2 separate regions of the Siniperca chuatsi genome follow, and region 1 is linked to region 2. A link is a contact called in public Hi-C data. All regions are on one chromosome and are shown on one strand. Each heading gives the region's core, a stretch centred on a gene start, on an enhancer-like site or on the middle of the called end of the contact. The rest is flanking DNA. Distances are from core to core; before and after follow the strand shown. Region 1 holds the start of irx1a (iroquois-class homeodomain protein IRX-1a). Region 2 holds the start of irx2a (iroquois-class homeodomain protein IRX-2a).

Region 1 (6,663 bases), core at 1,733-4,232, 140 kb before region 2:
GGTGGTGGTGATGGTGCTGGTTTACTCCCAGAAACGACCTCACATTCAGCAGGGAGTTCTGGCCCAGGAAAGCCCCGTTTGTCCAGTTGTGGAATTTTCCAATCTGGCAAGTGTACAGTCCATGACTGGGGAGGAAGGCCGGGTGGGTCTGGATCTGGTGGTGGGGCGCTGATGAGTGAGTGGTGGCCACTGGGGCACAAGGGGAAGAGGGTTTCTGAGATGAACTATCGGGACTAGTAGCGGTCTCTGCTAAAGACCATATTTTAGGCTTATTGTTAGACGGGAGAGGAAAGCTCCCGGGTCTATCCGGGGACAAAACTCTTGTGTTGTTGTTGCCGTCCGAGTTCTCCTTACTCCCTGGGTGAACTGAAATTGTGCTCTTAGATTTGTCAAAGGCCTCATGGGCCTGTAGGGCGAAGGCCCGTCTTCTCTCCAAGCTGTCCAATTCTCCACCCGCACCGACACCGCCCCTGTGGTCCCTGCTCCCTTCCGTAGATTTATCGTCATCATCCTCGTTGCTTTGATCCCCGTCGTTGTCGTCGATTTTGTCTATATCTATGCTCTCCAAATCAATCTCCTCCTCGTCTTCGTTTTTCTCCGCCTCGTCTCCACTGCCGAACAAGTTAACGTCCTCCCCGTCCTCTTTGCTCCTGCTTCCCCAGGTCACCTTGTTCTCCTTCTTGAGCCTCCTCCTGGCGTTGGCGAACCAGGTGGAGACCTGCGTCAGCGTCATTTTGGTGATGATGGCCAGCATGATCTTCTCCCCCTTGGTCGGGTACGGGTTCTTCCTGTGCTCATTGAGCCAGGCTTTCAGGGTGCTGGTGCTCTCCCGAGTGGCGTTCTTGGGCCTGGCCGGGTCCCCGTACTGAAACTGGCCGTATGGATAGAAGGCCGGAGATGTGTGTGCTGCGAAGCTGGCAGGATGGACGCCAGGACTCTCCTTCAGCTCATACTGGGATCCCTTGAAAATAAAAGATAATGTTTTTTTATAACAGCAGGACGTTTAATGTGCATAATTTGTTTGATACACTGGATTGTAAAATACATGCTTTAATAATCTTTTTTTTTTTTAATGTAGCTCATGCATTTTGGCCATGGTAGATATCTGCAATTCAAACAAGTGAAAACGGCCTCTATTAAAAAAAAAAAAAAAAAAAAAAAAAAAAAATCCAAGAGTTGCAGTTGCACCTGACGGAGTTTTCCACAAATAAGCTCCTCAACTTGCAAAATACCACATGCTAGCACCACCTGCGCCTTGCACAACCACTCACCCAAAGGCAGAGACCTTTTATTAGCAAACACTTTTTATACACGACAATCCAATAACGGAACAAATTAAGTCAACGGGACGAGAGAAAGTTCGCTGCATCATTGTGAACGCACAGATGGCATGCAAATTGCCAGCTTTCATGCGTACCTGCCAAACTCCCCTCCACACTCCTCAAGTATGTCAAAGCAGTTTGAAGGCCTAAGTTAAGTTTCCCCAGCGTGCCACACTCGCACTTTTGCGCCGAATTGAATCCCCTGCCTCTTTTATATTTGCTTTGGACACATCACTTAAACATATCGATCAATCCAGGCAACGCATATGCTTGGCTTTTGGATAATAACCCTTGTTTTTGACGCTTTAGCGCATTAGTCACTGCCTATGGGCCAGATGCACACATTAGCCAACACGTTAACACGCTGCAAGTTAATTATTATCACCAAGTGTATTTTAGGCCGATGAATGTCTGACCATTTTTCATCTAGACACAGTAAAAATCCACGTGGCATTCAATCATGACATAAAGATACTGTAGACGAAACAGCGCCTGCACGATTAAAAGTTAATCATATTTATAGACTAAGCTTTTGTTCTATGGTAGATTATTTAACGACCTGAGAAAAATACTCTGGCGACGGTAAGAGACGAGTAACTTTTTCTTTACATTGGTGCATGCCAAAATGCAGATCTATTGCATAGGTTTCTTCCGTGAAATGTATTTACAATTTGCAACTCACTATTCCAACAATATGAGATTATAACGGTATGGTTGGTGTGAATTAGACTTTTGTTTGCATGCTATCCTTTATGGGCAAAATAAATCATTTCCAGTCCGATTTTGTTTTGCTTGTAGCCTACCTACAAGTCAAACTTTTCACATTTCTAACTCAGCCAAACAAGGCACTGAACTATCAAAAATCGAGCAAATATGGACTAATATTTAGCGATCGATATTTAAACAACTCAGACATATTATAATGCATTTGCTTTTCTTTATTCTTTTCGTTGAGATTACTCAGCCTGCCATGGTTGTATTTTCAGACAGCTGGGGGAACATCAAGCGTAAATAATCGTCTCTGCAACGCCAACCCGTGAACAGAAACAAAACCCACCATTTATTCTTACCATTTGTGAGAAAAGAGCCAAGTCCGCGCTGGTGTAAGGTAAGAAAGCGCTGTAGTTGTGTGCGTACGGGTTGGCGTACATGCCCAACACCGATGTGACCGCCGCTGCGGTGGCGGACGGACTTCCCCCGATTTCGGTGCTCCCTCCCCGGGACGAAGGCGTAAGCACTCCCGGTCTCTCGCTCCCATATACCGCCTGGGAGGCACTTAAGTACTGCGGGTAGCCTAGCTGGGGGAAAGACATCTCCACCGCCGAATTGTCGCACAGCTGTATCGTCCGACAAACTGTGCGTAAAAAAGTGTGCGAGAGAAGAAAGAAAAAAAAGTAACCCGGAGGAGTGAAGGGAAAGTGTTTAAGCCAAAGTCACAGCTACTACAGACATACAGTGGTAAGCAGTCAAAACAACCCGCTCTTAAATCTCGGCTTCCTCTCTTTTCTCGCGCAAAGTCCGCTGGATGTGATCTGATCAACAATTGCGCTCCGACTGACGCGCCTGGCCCTGAGGTCTCCAGGCTGATCTCTCAGATACAATTTGAAGTTGATGCTTTGATTGGCATCCCCTACTTGAGCCTGCAAGCTCCTCCTCGTTTGGAGCAATGTGGATAATGTGAATATAGAGTGAGCACATTGGCTGGGCCTATCTCTCTCTCTCTCTCTCTCTCTCTCTCTCTCTGACTCTGACTCTCTCTCTCTCTCTCTCTCTCTCTCTCTCTCTCTGACTCTGACTCTCTCTCTCTCTTCCTCCGTGTTTGGACTTATTGTATGTTAAATGTTCAAGCATTAGAGTCCATTCACCGAAGGCTTTGATTGTTGTATGACAACCTGTCTACACGATTTTACAGCTGTCCGACACAGGGGGAAGTAAACCCGTCAGAAGAAGGAACTTACTTTGAATAGATTTAAATTGTAATTAAAGGGGGAAAATGCCTCTCCGCAGAGGAATTAGTATTTGGTATCACGGGCTGCTGGTGCGTTTATTTAATTCATAGTGACTAATTTACTTTGAAAGTGTCTTCCTCCAAGTTGGATTTATTCTTTGTAGTGTTCTTCATCTAGGGCTAATGTTTTCAAAGCTTATGTAGGCTACTTGTTAAATCGACATAATAGTTTAATTGTGTTTATTAGGATGAGGCATTCTAAAAGAGAGGTTTTAATAAAATTACCAAATAAATAAATAAAATATTGTATTTCAGCCATGTAACTGCGATATGCATTCAAATAATTTCAAGACGTTTTTCCTCCAAAAGTCAAAGCATTTAAGTAAAACCTTGCAAATCTCTCCATATCATTTATTAATTATGTATGCTTTTATTGACTTCTGTTTTGGTTTCCTTTGATTTCTTCATTAAGGTTTAATCAGCCAAATTCTTCCTCTGTTTTTCTCACCCTCTTTCCATCTGCACGCGCGCGCGCACGTGTGTGCATGTGTGTGTGTGGACTTTAACCAGATTGCTGTTGTCCTTTGTAACAACAGAGCCACTTCACGTTTCCTTGTTTTGAGTGAAAAGGACTGAAGAAAAGCCAGGGACAACTCAAACACCGAGACACCAGTCTGCATATCCCTGTACCCGCCACAAAATATTACCCATTTACATTTTTGAGTCCCTAATTTAATTTAAGTGGCGTGCCTTCACTTTAAACACATTAACTCAAAAAAGTGAGGATGAAGAGTAGTTCATTCGTCATAGTTCAGAAACCTGCTGTAACTGGGACTTTTGCACACAGCTAATTACCTTTTTACAATTTTATATTTTCTTTTCTCTTATAAAATAGGCTTTCGAAAAAAATATAATTCCACAGGACTTGAATTGAAAAAAAAATCTGATGCTGTAGCTTTTGGTCACCTCCTCTTGAACCGCTTATCCATTTTCCAGCTCAGAAAAAGAGAAGGGTCGGACTCTAACCTCTCCTTTCCTTAGCTGTCCACTCCTGACACAGCCATGTGGCTCACGAGAGGGGGGGTGTCATGTTTTAACAGTTCTATTTTTATTTGATTTGATTCTTATATCACCCACCTCCCGAGTCAACGGGGGTATTCTGTAGATCTAGATTTAATGCCTTAACGACTGAAGCCCAAGAAGTCAGTAGATTTTGATCTGCACCAGATGGCTCCGAGTGGATATTGCCGAGCGCCGAGGATCTGTTAAAAATATCTGAGGGGCACTGATGGTAATCTGGGTAACACATCAGAAAGGAGGGGAGGAATGGCAATTGTGATAACCCGCTGGAAATGTGTGCAGGGGGCTAAATATGATGGTTGTGGTGGGTTGGTGGAGGGGGGCTGGGAGTAAGGAGACAGAAAATATCTCTAAATAGAAATGAAAGATACATTAGAGAAAAAGAACAATACCTAAATGGACTTGATGGCCAATATTAAAATGTTTGTAAGGGGTTGATTTAATAATAATAATAATAATAATAATAATAATAATAATAATAATAATAATAATAATAATAATAATAATACATTTAAAACAAATAAATGATAAAATTTATTAAATTATATGTTTTTTCTTTGTATTTAACATTTATTTTCTATTTTAGATAGAAATTAAGATAGAAATTTGACTCCTGGTAAACAATGACACGTGTTGAGGGCAATAAACCACCACCGTTAACTGATTTATTGAGTCTTGTTAAACTCTCATTACCACCACAAGCTCTTCAGCTTCAACCCAGAGAGAGAGAGAGAGAGAGAGAGAGAGAGAGAGCGCTCACAGAAAACTTTGTTCCGGATCCTCGCGCCGTCCATCCCCTTTTTAAACTCGTCCACAACACATTAACTTCTAATGTATTTTCCTCTAAACAGATGGGCTTTTCACCATCTGTATCGTCGCTGTATGACGCGCACGAGCGTCAGCGCACACGCATATACGTCATAACAACGATTTTTGAATACTTTCTCCATTGTTGAAAAAAAAGAAAATCCTCGGGCTCCTCATATTAGTTTAATCATGTAAATCTACAGGAGGCTCTTCATAAGCTGTTATGCCTTAATGGCTTCATTCTACTAAGTCACTCAGGTAGTGGATCAGTTCTTTTTATTTAACATCCTGTGTTCCACATTTTAAATTTCCTGTCACCAATTTCATCTTTACATTTTTATTTTCTTGATACGTGCCTTCTGCAAAAAAAAAAAAAATACAGCCACGTGTTATCATTGTTTCTGTTATTGATGTGTGCATTGATGTAAACTGGCTTGTATGCTTAGCACACACACTGTCACCTACAGCATCTATAAGAAAGAGATCAAAGGATAGTGAAGCCCCCCCATAGAGTTTTAAACTATAATGCTATTAAAAGGATCAGAAATATTCTCAGTTACTCTGTTGGAGGACACTCATTACTCATGTCCAAGGCAGAAATAAAACTGAGTGGTTTATTAAATACTATACTATTCTATTCAGTGAAAGTTAGCACCATTTTAAAAGTTGACTATATACAAACAGATATGGCAGCAGGGCTTTACAAACCATATCTAAGATTGTTTTATTATAGTTGTTTTTTATTCTCAAGAAGATGCATGTATGACAGCCATGAATATGTAAACAAACACAAATGTCCTGTTTTGTAGCAAATGACGACACTATTATCTTTGTTTTATCATATCCTTTTTTTTTAAAGTTATATTTTTGATTTCAAAGTCACACTTTAAAAAAAAGCCTGTTGTAGTTTAACAAGCACATTTATTTCACTAAGATGTTAGTATGGGGTCATGACAATTTAGCCTTATTCAGTTTAATTAAAATCTATATATGCTTGAACTCGGGCCTCTAGGGATTAGGCCAACACTTAGACCTGAATGACTCCAAAAGAAGTCAATGAGAGTGAACCTGCATTACAATAACATCAGTTATGTTGACAGTTGGCTACCACCGCAGAGGTCAAGGGTGTCTCGGTGAACTAATAACTGTGGTGAAAGATACTCCTTTCCTGCCTCTGGGAGTGCCAAAGTTGAGGAAAGGTTAAGAATCCGCAGAATGTCCCTTTTGTGCTTTTCTCACAGATTATCAAATTAAGTGTTGAAACCAAAACTCCTTTTCCCCTGAAGAGAAGAGATTAGATGGATATCAATTATACCAATGGACCATCAACTGATAGACTTCTTCCCTTTAACATCGCACACAAACATGTACACTCACGCATGGTTCCAACGTGCTCCCTGAACTGCGTCAGAGCAACTAAACTATTTAGCTGTGAGTTAGAGTCAGAGGACCACTGGTGTTACTGTGAGACATTTGATACACAGACAACTGCACCACACCTATAGG
Region 2 (6,235 bases), core at 3,299-5,798:
ATGTGACGTTGTGATGACAGATACGCAGAGATAAGTACTGAAAGAACAAGTTTGTCTGTTTTTTGACCGATCTCATGAGTTTTGGGAAGCTGTTTTGATCATAGGAAGCTGACAATGAGTCTGCCTAGCTAACTAAGTTGCACAACAAAATATCACAGTGCAGGTTTTCTTCTTCCATCTGCACACCAATGCACAAGCATGAGCACACAAACACACATGCACTGTACTTTGTGCAAGTTTGGGATACTGAACATTCCTTCACCAGCCCACAGAGGATAAAACATTTTGAGCTTCTGGGGTTTTTCAGAATTCAGGAGAGTAAATAGTCATGTGTGTAGAGCATAATACACTCTATTCTCAACTGATGCAAATTTGGGACTTTGTCCAGCAAAGATGAGTACAACACCTCACTCACTAAAAAAACACTAGGATAAGTCCAAAGCTACAAGGAGACAGACCAGAAGACAAAGAAAAAAAACTGCTTTTCAAGGTAAACTCAGTGCACTCTTCTAATAAGTCACAATGACATGGAGGCAGTGGTTACTGTGAACAATAGCCAGGCTCAGGCTTTAATCATACTGCAATATTCCAGACCGTATTGATTTCAGACCAGCTCAATATAACTACATAACTAGTCCATTTCTCTGCTACACCACTACACCACTGTTAGTCATGCACCTACAGCCATGCATAGTTAGAGTGATAGACAGACACACATATGCATTTACACATTTACCCAGCTCCACCCCACACTGCCCCCAAATGCACCCACATAGTTAAACCCCAATAATCCATTTCAGTGCAAGTCATATAAGTTGATAAAATACAGGGTCCACAGAGGTCCACAATGGTCCACAAACGTGCATGAAAAATCAGAAATCAATATTTATTTAGTCATATGTGTAATAAACAAAGGGCATGACATTAAAGCTATATCCTTTAGCTATTCAATTCAACTCTGGGCAATTTACTCAAAAAGGGTTAGCAGTTAGAAATCATCAGCCAATACAGTACAAGAAACTCTGCCAGTTCTACATTATTCAGTGGTAAATTCAGTTGGGAGAAACTAGATGAGAAATCAATAGCTGTTTCCTTCATTCATGAAGGATAGCATCTTTCATAAAAAGACTGGATCTGGTATGGAGTTATCTGGAGTGAGCAGAGGTAGAAAAACAACTTTTATCCATTAAATAATCATATGTAATTAGAATATGACATCAATTAGTTAATCTATTAAGACAATTAACAAGAAGTGTGTCTGATATTTAAAAAAACAAATATTAGAAGCTAATTAATTTGAGGAAATTTAATTTAACACACTAGCTGGGGCCAAATGCACATTTTTCATTTGTGTGTTTGTTAGCGCAAGGTGTATTCGCGGGGAGGGCCTGCAAACTCCCGAAAATTAAAAACCAAACATGTTAGATTTTTTTTATATTGTACTTTTATTAACTTATACTTAATAAAGTAACAATATATTTTTGTAGTGATACAAAATATATTTGCTTGCAGACATTCAAGCTCATTTTGAATATTATGTCAGTAAAACAAGCCAAAAGATTATATGTTGTTGGTCAAGTAGGTGTTTTTTTTCTTCCATGTTTATAACTCATTATCACTCACCTCAACATCATCAGCAAAAATATTAATTATATCATATTTATACACAGTGTTGAGAGTCACTACTAATTTGTATTAGTCTAAACTGGTGATAAGGTCATGCAGGACGGGGTATCTGTATGTCTGACTCTACATCTTTTTCGTTGCCTCTCTGTCTGTCTGACCTGATACTTTTCTGTCTTGCTTCATCTACCTGCCTTACTGTCTCCATACTCTCTATACTATCTTTATCTGTCTGTCTCTCTGTCTGCCTTGTCTTTCTGCCTGTCTGTCAATCTCCTCTCTCCAATCTCCTATATCTCCATCAGGCTGGGACTAAAATATTTTAGGAGCTCTAGCCTGTCTGAAACTGAGACCTGGAATGTACTACTGCAGAGTTCAACACATACACACACACACACACACACACACACACACACACACACACACACAGTTATACACCTTAACAGGTCGACAGGTGCACTTTCACACTGACAGTATGCATATGCGCACAGAGACATTTACATGCACACACATATACACTCACCATTATGTACACGTACACACATACAAATAAGAAAAAAAACATCACACCCTCACAGACCATTCATACACACAAATACACACACACACAAATTCACACACACACACACACACTCACATTCACAGTGATGGTACAGTACTGATGGTTGGCCTATGGTCTGTGTCTAGAGGAGACAGTGCCCCCTGGTGTGGGCCAAACAGAACTTCCAGTCAGCCATATCTTGACCCAATCTATGTTGAGAATACTCATTTACTCTTCTGGGATTGATTAGTCCTGCCTGAAGCGGAGAAACCACCTACGTATCTCTAAAAAATACAAACCACTTCCTTAATAGCAGACACACTACTAAAATAAGTGGGGATACAATAAATGCTTCATATCTCCAAAAACATGTAAAACTTTCTTAGGCTGAAAACAATGAAGAATTTTGACACTACAGTAAAGTATTCAGTTATATAATCATGCATATCCAGGGGCATTAGACACTTTCATTGTATGTTTGTCTGTGATGTTGGTATTCATAAGGTAAATCAGTGTACTCCACTGATATTGAGTGCATTGTCCAATTTTGTGAATATGGTTAGACCTACAGGTTCTAATACAAGTGTTAACAGGTTAATATGATGTGTCAGGGATTAATTCACAAAATAAGTATAGCAGTTAGAATATAAAACAAACAACAACATTATCAACAGACTTTTAAAAAATGGTTTATTTTATTTGATATTTGATTTATGTGGGTGCTTGGTATGTTGTTTATTAAAAATAAATACTGCATTTCCTGACAAGGTGTTTATGATAACACTGTACTTACACTCATACAGTATAATGTGTTGTGACACAGTATGTTCTATTAGACGTCATGTAATAGTCATAACACTGTCATGTCTCCTCTCAAAGGAGCCTAAATTGAAAAATACCCCCCATTATGGCTGTAATTAAGTCAAGATTTGAATACAGGATATTGTGTATTAATTAACAAAACTGTTAAGTATAGAGATTACTATGAGCCTCTTTTTTGTACATTATAATGCATGCATATATGCATATTTAAATTGTGCTGTTGCTGTTTACAACACTGCCAAACCACACTGCAGTGGAGGAACAAGCACCTGATGGATGAATACATTCATTCAGATGAATACTGATGAGGTCGACTGCTAGGCCACTCTTCTTTCCAGTAGTTGCCACCTTGACTGCCCGATCCAAAACCGCTGTCACAGTTTCAGGTTTCCAGCATGCTGTGTTGTATCGCTTGTCTCCAACAGAGGTCATAATGCCTGTAATCACAATAATAAAGGACAAGGCTATGCCCTGTTTTGTATGGAGACGAGTCCAAAAGCGCACACAAAGACACACAACAGCTTAGACAGGTGAGCTCCCAAACACACTGGCAAAGTGCATGAGCAAAAACTGTCAAACTCACCTAATACATACACGGTCACACACACTTAAACAGTGTTGGTGGTGAGCTTGGTGTCTGTGTAGAGGAGAGACTGCCCCTCATAAAGCGACAATCACCACCAGCAGCAGCTTTATTATTGCTGATGAGTATAATTGTAATAATAAGGGATGAGCGGATGTGAGATCCGCTAAGTGGTGAAAATGAAGGAGCCGGGAACACTCCCGAAGGCCAGAGCGCGCACTGCCTGAGGAGCGCGCACACTTATCGGTGCTCGCATACATTCGTGGATGTGTCCGCGTTTGATAGCTGAACTGACGAAATAACCAGCTGCAAGTGGAGAGCACTGGCCATTGTATACCCCCCCCCCTCTCTCTTTCTCTCTTGCACAGTTGTTACGGGAGTGCACGCAAGTTTTGATCAGACAGACGCTGTGTGCCACAATCAACCTGACCTCAAAACAATTAAAATAAATAACTCGACGGCACAAAAAAACATTGAGAAAAGAAGGTGAACTAATTCTGGCTACTTCTCTTTCTCTCCAGGCCAGTCTATTTATGTCTTAAACTACAAAAAAAGATCCATCCAAGTCAGTGAATGCACTTTGGTGGGTTTAACCATAACTGAAATAACTGAATAGAAAAGAAAATTAAAAAAAATGACTTCATTGTAAATTCTGATACACATCACCTGTGTGGGGAATGTCCCTGAAACAAATGACAAATATGGCATCGCAGCTGTGGACCAATTAATTTGCATTGGCAACAGTTAGCTACATTATTATCTCACCCAGTTGGTATTTGTCGGATTGCATTAAGTGAATTAGGTTTTAAAATCCCACACTAAACTAAACAACTCTTGTTAAGATTGACGCACCCTACTTTTTGCAGTGTGGAGTCTTGGTTTTGTTCCGAGGCTCCATTTCTGTGAGGCAGAAAGGGGGCGGGGATGGGATATTCAGATGAGCCGGAGTGACAGCTCCCGTTTCCCCCAATGCTCTGTGCGTCTGAAACTCCACTGGCTCCTTCCCTCCCAACTCCTCACTTCATAGTGCTGCGTACTAAAAACATCGGACGCTAGGGGATCAAGACGCATGCCACATTGCCTCTATGAGGGCACTTTAACAGATCTTTCGGGGTTTTTTTCCCAGTAAGGGGTCTGTGGAGGGAGGACTTTTTTTATTTCCATTGTCTGATGACTGTTTGCACGGCTGATTATTGAGCTGATTGTTTATTGTTTTAGCTGCTGTTGCCCGACGCCCTGCGCGTTCTTTCCTCCTTTTTTTGGAATCGGCGACCTATCCCGCGCTCACCAATGTCCTATCCTCAGGGTTACCTCTACCAGCCCCCGGGCTCTCTGGCTCTTTATTCGTGTCCGGCTTACGGGGCCTCGGCTCTGGCTGCCCCGCGAAATGAAGACTTGGCCAGGTCGTCCTCTGGCTCAGCCTTCAGCCCTTACCCTGGATCGGCTGCTTTCTCCGCCTCCGCGGGTGCAGGCTTCTCCAGTCCACTGTCATACTCCACGGATCCAACTACGGGATTCCCATCTTACATGGTAAAATATCTCATATGTTCATGTATTATTCTGTATGATGACGCGCCGAAGCAGGTGAATGTGTCGGCGAATTAAAGTCTGTAAGCGGTTTCACTGGCACACAGCGCGATCAAATCGGTGCAGGTTTACAGTGTTTTTGGTATGATTCACTGATCAGTAAGTGTTTGCGGAACTTTCTTAGTGAGTGCACGGTTGCTATATGTTCATATCTAGTGGCCTACTCGTCGGGTTCTTACTATAAAATCCCTGACCCCTTAGGTTTAAATGGGATTTTTAAGCATGAGCTGCAAATTGTAATGGCTTGACCAGCGCTTAACACTCACTGTGCAGCTAATTATGTAAAACAGAACACCAACTAAGATATTTATTTGAGCCTATAGCCCCTAAGCAGTTAATTTATGTGTCATAGAAAATTAATATAACACAAGCCCTAACTCTTTCTTTTTCAGCAGTCATTAAAATAACCAGGGATGAAGTCGCTGACTTTATTCTGAGTTGAATAAACGGAATTTTAACATGAAAAGCATGACTCGCAATGTTAATGTCACAGGGCACTTCAAGCGTTTTAGGAAAGGTGCATATCAAGTGATTTGCTAATGGGATTTGTAATGCTGCAAAGAGAAGATATGCTAACACATTGGGTTTGCCACAACAAAACAAAAAGCAGCCACTGAAAGAAACTTAGGAAGTTAATAGGTGATTACAGAAAATTGAAATTTCCTTTTTATTATCTTTATGGCTATATTAACAGGAGCCATGTTATTAGTTAATCCGATAATGATCTTAACCATTAACCATTAGTTCATGCCCTTTTGCGGCCTGCTTTTACGCACTGAGTGTTTACTACCCCTGCTTGAGATTAGTGTTTTTTAAAAACTTAATGAGTAGGGTTGACAAATGACCAAGGCAAAAAAAAAAAAAAAATCATATGAATTTTGATAGTTTGTTTATTTACAATAAACTGCGCTTCGTTAATCAAGCCCCGTATAATGAAATAATGTTATATGATTTTCAAAAAATCAGAATAGAATCTCCCCGTGTATTTATACCACTCCCCAGCTCTTTTTCACCTTTTCCGACAGGTTTCTAAAAACCTGTTAAACATAGTAGAATAAATTGAGTGTTTCACTGGTTTT

The links. A called contact is a pair of places that touch in the nucleus more often than the background predicts.
Region 1: a Hi-C map of an unstated tissue shows a contact between it and region 2, with 3 times the contacts expected there. The contact joins the promoter of irx1a here to the promoter of irx2a in region 2. A contact is called at or near these places in 3 of 3 Hi-C or Micro-C datasets (liver, skeletal muscle and an unstated tissue).

Annotation. Positions count from the first base shown.
Region 1 is chrLG9:19,491,337-19,497,999 of ASM2008510v1, reverse strand. It overlaps irx1a (iroquois-class homeodomain protein IRX-1a), which reads right to left and starts at 2,982. Exons shown (of 4, transcript XM_044208660.1): 1 at 2,393-2,982; 2 at 1-961. The coding sequence starts at 2,635.
Region 2 is chrLG9:19,354,416-19,360,650 of ASM2008510v1, reverse strand. It overlaps irx2a (iroquois-class homeodomain protein IRX-2a), which reads left to right and starts at 4,548. Exons shown (of 3, transcript XM_044208627.1): 1 at 4,548-5,099. The coding sequence starts at 4,860.